Regions from separate parts of the Mus musculus genome. Here region 2 is linked to region 1. A link is a contact called in public HiChIP or PLAC-seq data. All regions are on one chromosome and are shown on one strand. The core of a region is the stretch at or near the end of the contact, and the rest is flanking DNA. Distances in the headings are between cores, read along the strand shown.

What was found. HiChIP or PLAC-seq counts read pairs in DNA pulled down with a chosen protein or histone mark.
Region 2: a CTCF HiChIP or PLAC-seq map of CD8 T cells shows a contact between it and region 1, with 8 read pairs. The contact joins the enhancer-like site here to the promoter of Runx3 in region 1. A contact is called at or near these places in 15 of 39 promoter capture datasets (the 3T3-L1 cell line, 3T3-L1-derived adipocytes, the C10 cell line and 12 more), 2 of 15 datasets of contacts at CTCF or cohesin (CD8 T cells and large pre-B cells), 44 of 484 Hi-C or Micro-C datasets (B cells, the C10 cell line, CD4 T cells and 27 more), 17 of 115 datasets of contacts at active chromatin or transcription factors (the 230-238 cell line, CD8 T cells, the HPC-7 cell line and 12 more) and 3 of 9 other capture datasets (adipose tissue, embryonic stem cells and liver).

The regions. Positions count from the first base shown.
Region 1 is chr4:135,151,247-135,153,882 of GRCm38.p6, forward strand. It overlaps Runx3 (runt related transcription factor 3), which reads left to right and starts at 1,299. Exons shown (of 5, transcript NM_001369050.1): 1 at 1,299-1,810. The coding sequence starts at 1,526.
Region 2 is chr4:135,084,869-135,087,504 of GRCm38.p6, forward strand. No RefSeq gene overlaps it. Among named protein-coding and RNA genes, the nearest start is that of Gm16225, 34 kb to the right of the region's middle. Within about 2 kb of position 1,338, at least 32 of the 459 cell types and tissues checked have an H3K27ac peak or open chromatin away from gene starts, as enhancers often do. A contact at or near this core is called in CD8 T cells, the CH12 cell line, Th1 cells and 2 more, where this site is marked.

The sequences.
Region 1 (2,636 bases), core at 49-2,548:
ATACCTAGTACCCCGCTGTTGTACACACAGCGCCTGATTTCGTTTTTTGACAAAATGGAGTGTTCTAAGCTGAGGTCAGAGCCAGGATGAGGTCTTGATGCCTCTGTCGCCATCGGATCCTAAATCGTGTCGCTTCTGGGGCTTGTATTGGTAGTTGCAGACAGATTCACTGTCGCTGGCAACGAAAATGCAGTCGAATTTCCAAAGCAGTGAGAGAAACACATGCATTCGTTCGTTGCTGCCGTCCAAGGAGTGCACGGGGTTGGGGAGAGCACAGCCCTCGGTGACCGGTGACCGTGGACTCTCTAGTTGTGTGTCTGTGCCCCCATGCCAGGCTTAGGAGACGGGACGGGAAAGAGTTGTTGTTAGTGAAGTCCAGGAGTTGCTGGGCCACGGAGCATGAGGAACACAGAGACCCCAGGGCCGATTTCCCACAGGGCACCTGACAGCTCTGTAGGCTCAGCGCTTTAGGGCCAAGAAGACTATGGCCCGGCCCTAGGAGGACCCCTTTCCATCCGTGGGGAGAAAGCAGTCTGAGCGTTAAGACTTCTTTCTGCCACAGACCCTCATCCACTTCCACTAGACGGACGGTGGTTGCATGCGTATGGTGTAGCATGGAATGTTCCAAAAAAGCACACTGTTGTAGGCCCCATTGTAGTTTTCAAAGACCCATGAGCTGCCAAGACAGAGGACAACTCCACGAGGCCTGCGCGATCCTGAAATTAGTTTTGAGTGGACAGGAGCCGTGTGGTTGTCCCCACCCCACTGTTGGTCCCTGTGGCAACCCCTATTCTGTCTGCCTCGAAGGTTGACACAGAAGCCACAGAGACGAGAGCCAAGGCCGCGCGGAGCTGTGGACTCCCTCGTGGGGTGGAAGCTCTAGGGTCAAAATCGTTTGTGGAGTGGAGGGAATGAGAAAACCGTCTTGGGTGTCACCGCGGCAACCAGCTGAGGGTGCAGGTTCCGGGCTGCGGTGGCCAGAGCTGAAGCAGCCAGGCTGCGACTCGAGGGAGGGGAAGCGAGCCGCAGCCAGGAGGCTGGAAACCCGATGTCTGCCCAGGTCGCAGCGGCCGCTCCTGACTCCGGGGACCGCGGCTCCCCGCGCGGCTACCGGGACGCGGGTGTCTAGACCCTCTGGGGCGGAGCCTGGCCCCTGCTTGGCTCGCGCGGGCCCGAGCCACCGGGTCCTCCACGGCGAACCCCGAGCCTGGGGGCTGCGATTGGCTGCGCCCCGCGTCGCTCGCACGGCCCCGCCCCGAGGCCCGGGGTACTAACCCCGCGCGGGCGGCCGCGTCGCCGCCACTTGATTCTCTAGGATCCGGGCTGGGGCCGCGGCCGCCGAGTCCGTGGGGCGGCCGCGCGCGCCGGATGCGGGACTAGCGGGCGCGCGGCCGACCGTCGGGGCGCACCCCCTCCCCCGGCGCCGCCCCTCCCCCCACCCCCCACGCTGGCCGGGCCCCGAGCCGCCGCCTTCCCGCCTCCCGCTTCCCGCGGCTGCGGCCGCCCGCGCCCTGACGGCCGCGGCATGCGTATTCCCGTAGACCCGAGCACCAGCCGCCGCTTCACTCCCCCCTCCACGGCCTTCCCCTGCGGCGGCGGCGGCGGCGGCAAGATGGGCGAGAACAGCGGCGCGCTAAGCGCGCAGGCAACCGCGGGCCCCGGCGGCCGCACCCGGCCCGAAGTGCGCTCGATGGTGGACGTGCTGGCCGACCACGCGGGAGAGCTCGTGCGCACCGACAGCCCCAACTTCCTCTGCTCCGTGCTGCCCTCGCACTGGCGCTGCAACAAGACGCTGCCGGTCGCCTTCAAGGTGAGTGCAGGGGCCCGAGCCGGGAGGACACCGGGGAACCTGGGCGCCCCCATTTGCAGGAGCCCATACCGGGGAGGACTTGGGGAGCACCTAGAAGTAGGACATGAAAGGGGATGTCACCCAGCTGGCAAGACACCGGGGTACCCGGGCGCCCCTACTGCAGGATGCCACTCCCGGAAGGACCCCCGCTGGACTCCAGGCGATCCGCAATAAGAGCCCAGACCCCAGAGAACATGGGAGGTACCGTGGTGGAAGAAAAGGGGGTCACCCGGCTAGCAGGACATAGGGGTGCCTGGTCACCCACGCTGCAGGAGCCCAGGCCCGACAGAACATGAGAGGAACCTGGGTGTCCCCGCTGCCCGAGCCCGGGTCCAGAGAGAAATATGGTTACATCAGTCAGGGAAGGTACCAGGAGGACGTCCAGGAGAACTGGGCGTGGGGAGTTCTTCTGCCGTTCCTATTCCAAGAGTCAGAACCCCAGACCTCCCGTTGGGAACGGTACACCGCGGCCTCTCTGCCGGAGGACACGGACACTTGGGGCGCTCCTTCTCGGTGGCACAGACAGCCTGGAGGAGCCATACCCCGTTCCACCTGGCCTTCACGGGGCCCTGCAGAGTATAGTGGCATGGAAACCGGAGGACTGGGGCTCCCAGATTCTTTGGCACAGTCTAACCGGTAACTGGGATGAGGACCGCCGGAGCTGGGCGAGGACCCGGGAGGTGTGGGGCACAGAGGGCGAGGAGGGCCTGGCCTAGCACCGCGCCTCCTGCTCTGCAGCAGAAACACTTCCTTCCCACACTCTCAACCTCAGCGGCTGAAGTGTTGC
Region 2 (2,636 bases), core at 88-2,587, 66 kb before region 1:
GGCTGACAGAAGACTCAGAGCAAGAACCGGCCAACAAGTCTGGCTGGCCAACACCGCCCATCTCGCAGACAGACAAGCACCGAATGTTTGAGTTTGTCTGCCCTGAGCTTGTGACCCCAAACCCTCACAAAAACAAAAACAAAAACAAAATGTCCATTTGGACAGAAAGGATTCCGGACGTGACACTTGCCTTATTTTACAGGGAACACTGGGGCCGAGGGATGAAGGGCTTAGCCAGGGTCACACTGGAAAGTGTTTCCAGCCAAGCCTAGTGACACCTGCCTCTCATCTGAGCACCCAGAAAGGCTAGCAGGAGAATCAGGGCTCAAGGCCAGCCTCAGCTACATAGTGAGTTTGAGGTCAGCCTGGGCTACCTGAGGTCTATCTCCAAAGCAAACAGAAAGCAAGAGCTTTACAGCGACCCCTATAGGTTGTGCCTGCACCTGCATCTTCTCCGCTAATGCAGCCAGGATCATTGACGACCAGCCTGATTGGGATGGGGGGCTGCTACTGGGTGCGGGGTTCAGACGGTGTTCACCAACTCCACAGGGAAGACATATGACCGGAGCCAACCAGGGACAAGCAGAGTGCCCCATCATGCCTTTACTACTCCAGCTCGGGCAGCGGTCAAAACATGGTAGCCTCTGTGCCCTGGGATCACTGCAGAATGCTGGGGTCTCCTCAGCCTACAAGGACTCCAGGCTCTGCACACCACACCGTGTCAGGAGCGGTGAGAGGAAGGAAAACCCACAGGCCCAGATGAGGAAGTCCTCTGCCTGCCACTGTTTGCCTTGATGGATTTCCCCTCAACCACCAACTTTGTAGTTGGCTCTTTTGTAAGAGCCAGCCAGGAGGGACCAGGCTGGACCTGGACAGCCGGAGGCTCTAGTGACAGAGGTACAGGAGTCGGGATGGAAACATTTGGGCTGAATGCCACTGGCTCCTTGGTATCTACCTTGAAAAGGGTCAGAGGTCAGAGGGATACTTGCTATATGACCTTAAACATGTTTGCCTTCTCTGGGCCACACATAGTCTATAAAATGAAACATTTGGCTTTAGTTTCAAATAGTGAGTCCATCCCTCGACACACTGGGGATCTCTCCAAATAAGTACTCAGCATGCTATTTCCACATCCCGTGCCTCAGTTTCTCCATCTATGGCTAATCCCAGCCTCTCCTGCTTGGGGCTGTAAGAGGACAGAGGCTCAGGCATGTGGACTTCTGACACTGGCTGAGGAAAGAATCTGTGTGGTGACAGACCTGGCAGTCGTCTGACCTCATGGCTGGCTAATCAAAGGGATGGCAGCCTAGGGGTGAGACATCAACGGGCACAGGGGAAACTGCCGTGGGAGTGGCTCTCCCTGCATAGGTGCTTTCCTGCCAGGCTGGGGAGATCCCACAGCCCTGTATACTGTGACTCCAGGAGCCAGTGGTGCCCCAGGACAGCAACGTCCCCATCCCAGGTGAGCATCAGAGGCTGGGCCCCTCCGGAGGTGACTCAGGCAGACCTGTAGACTGTGAGGCAGGTGAGCAGAGTAGTTCCACACCAGGCCACCACTGTAACCGCAAGCTCTGTGCTCCCAGAATTCCTCTGGCCAGTTCCAGGCCTCTGACTCCTACCACTGTGGTTATTGTCTCTCCTGTCGTGCCTACTCCTAACCACTGTGTCCCTGGGATGGCCACAAGGCTGCAGGAGGGTCTCAGGCTTTCACTGATGGGATTGGAGGAGGGGCTCACCCCAGAGCCAACTGACTGGGTCTCCCAGCCTTGTTCATCAAATGCTTGGTAGAAGACTTTGGGCAGTCACTGTCTCTGACTCAGTTTCCCTGTTCCTAAGCCCTGGTTCACAAGGCCACATGACTGTTGGTTGAACCAGTTGTCCAGGTTCAAACCCCAGATCTGCCCCTTCATAAGCTGTGCTACCTCTGGCAATACCTTAACCCCTCAGTGTGTTTCACTTTCCCCACCTATGAAATGGGAATAAAACTAGAATGACTCCCTTATGGGGTTAGTCAGCAAACTTCATTGTTACTTCTTCAGGGTGGCCCTGGATGCCAGGCTCTGTGTGCCTGTGTCTTGCCACATCCCGCGTGAGTCCTGGAGACAGAACGCGGGACACAGCCAATGTGGACATCCAGCAGTGGAGGCCAGCACTGCCCTTCACAGCGTTCCACAGGTAGAGGGAAGCTTGCTTTTTGCTCCTTGTTTCAAAGGCTTCAGTCCCTTGTAGGAGGAGGATGTGGTGGGCAGCTTCCATCATGGCAGGAAGCAGTGGGAGAACCATCTGCCTGCAGACTTTCTCCTCGCAATCCCTACCGCTTTGGTTTTTCGAGACAAGGTTTCTGTGTATAGCCCTGGCAGTCCTGGAACTCCCTCTGTAGACCAGGCTGGCCTCAAACTCACAGAGATCCACCTGCCTCCTGAGTGCTGGGATTAAAGGTGTGCACTACAACTACCTGGCCCTCTCTCCCCTTTTTATTCATCAGGTACCTGGCCTATGGGTCAGTGCTGCCCCCAAGCCCCCCTATTCAGGGTAGACCTTCTTAGAAATATCCCAGGTACTTCTCAGCCCAGTCAAGCTGACAGAGAGGAACCACACAGGGACTTTCAACTGCAAAGGAATCCATGTCTAAAGAC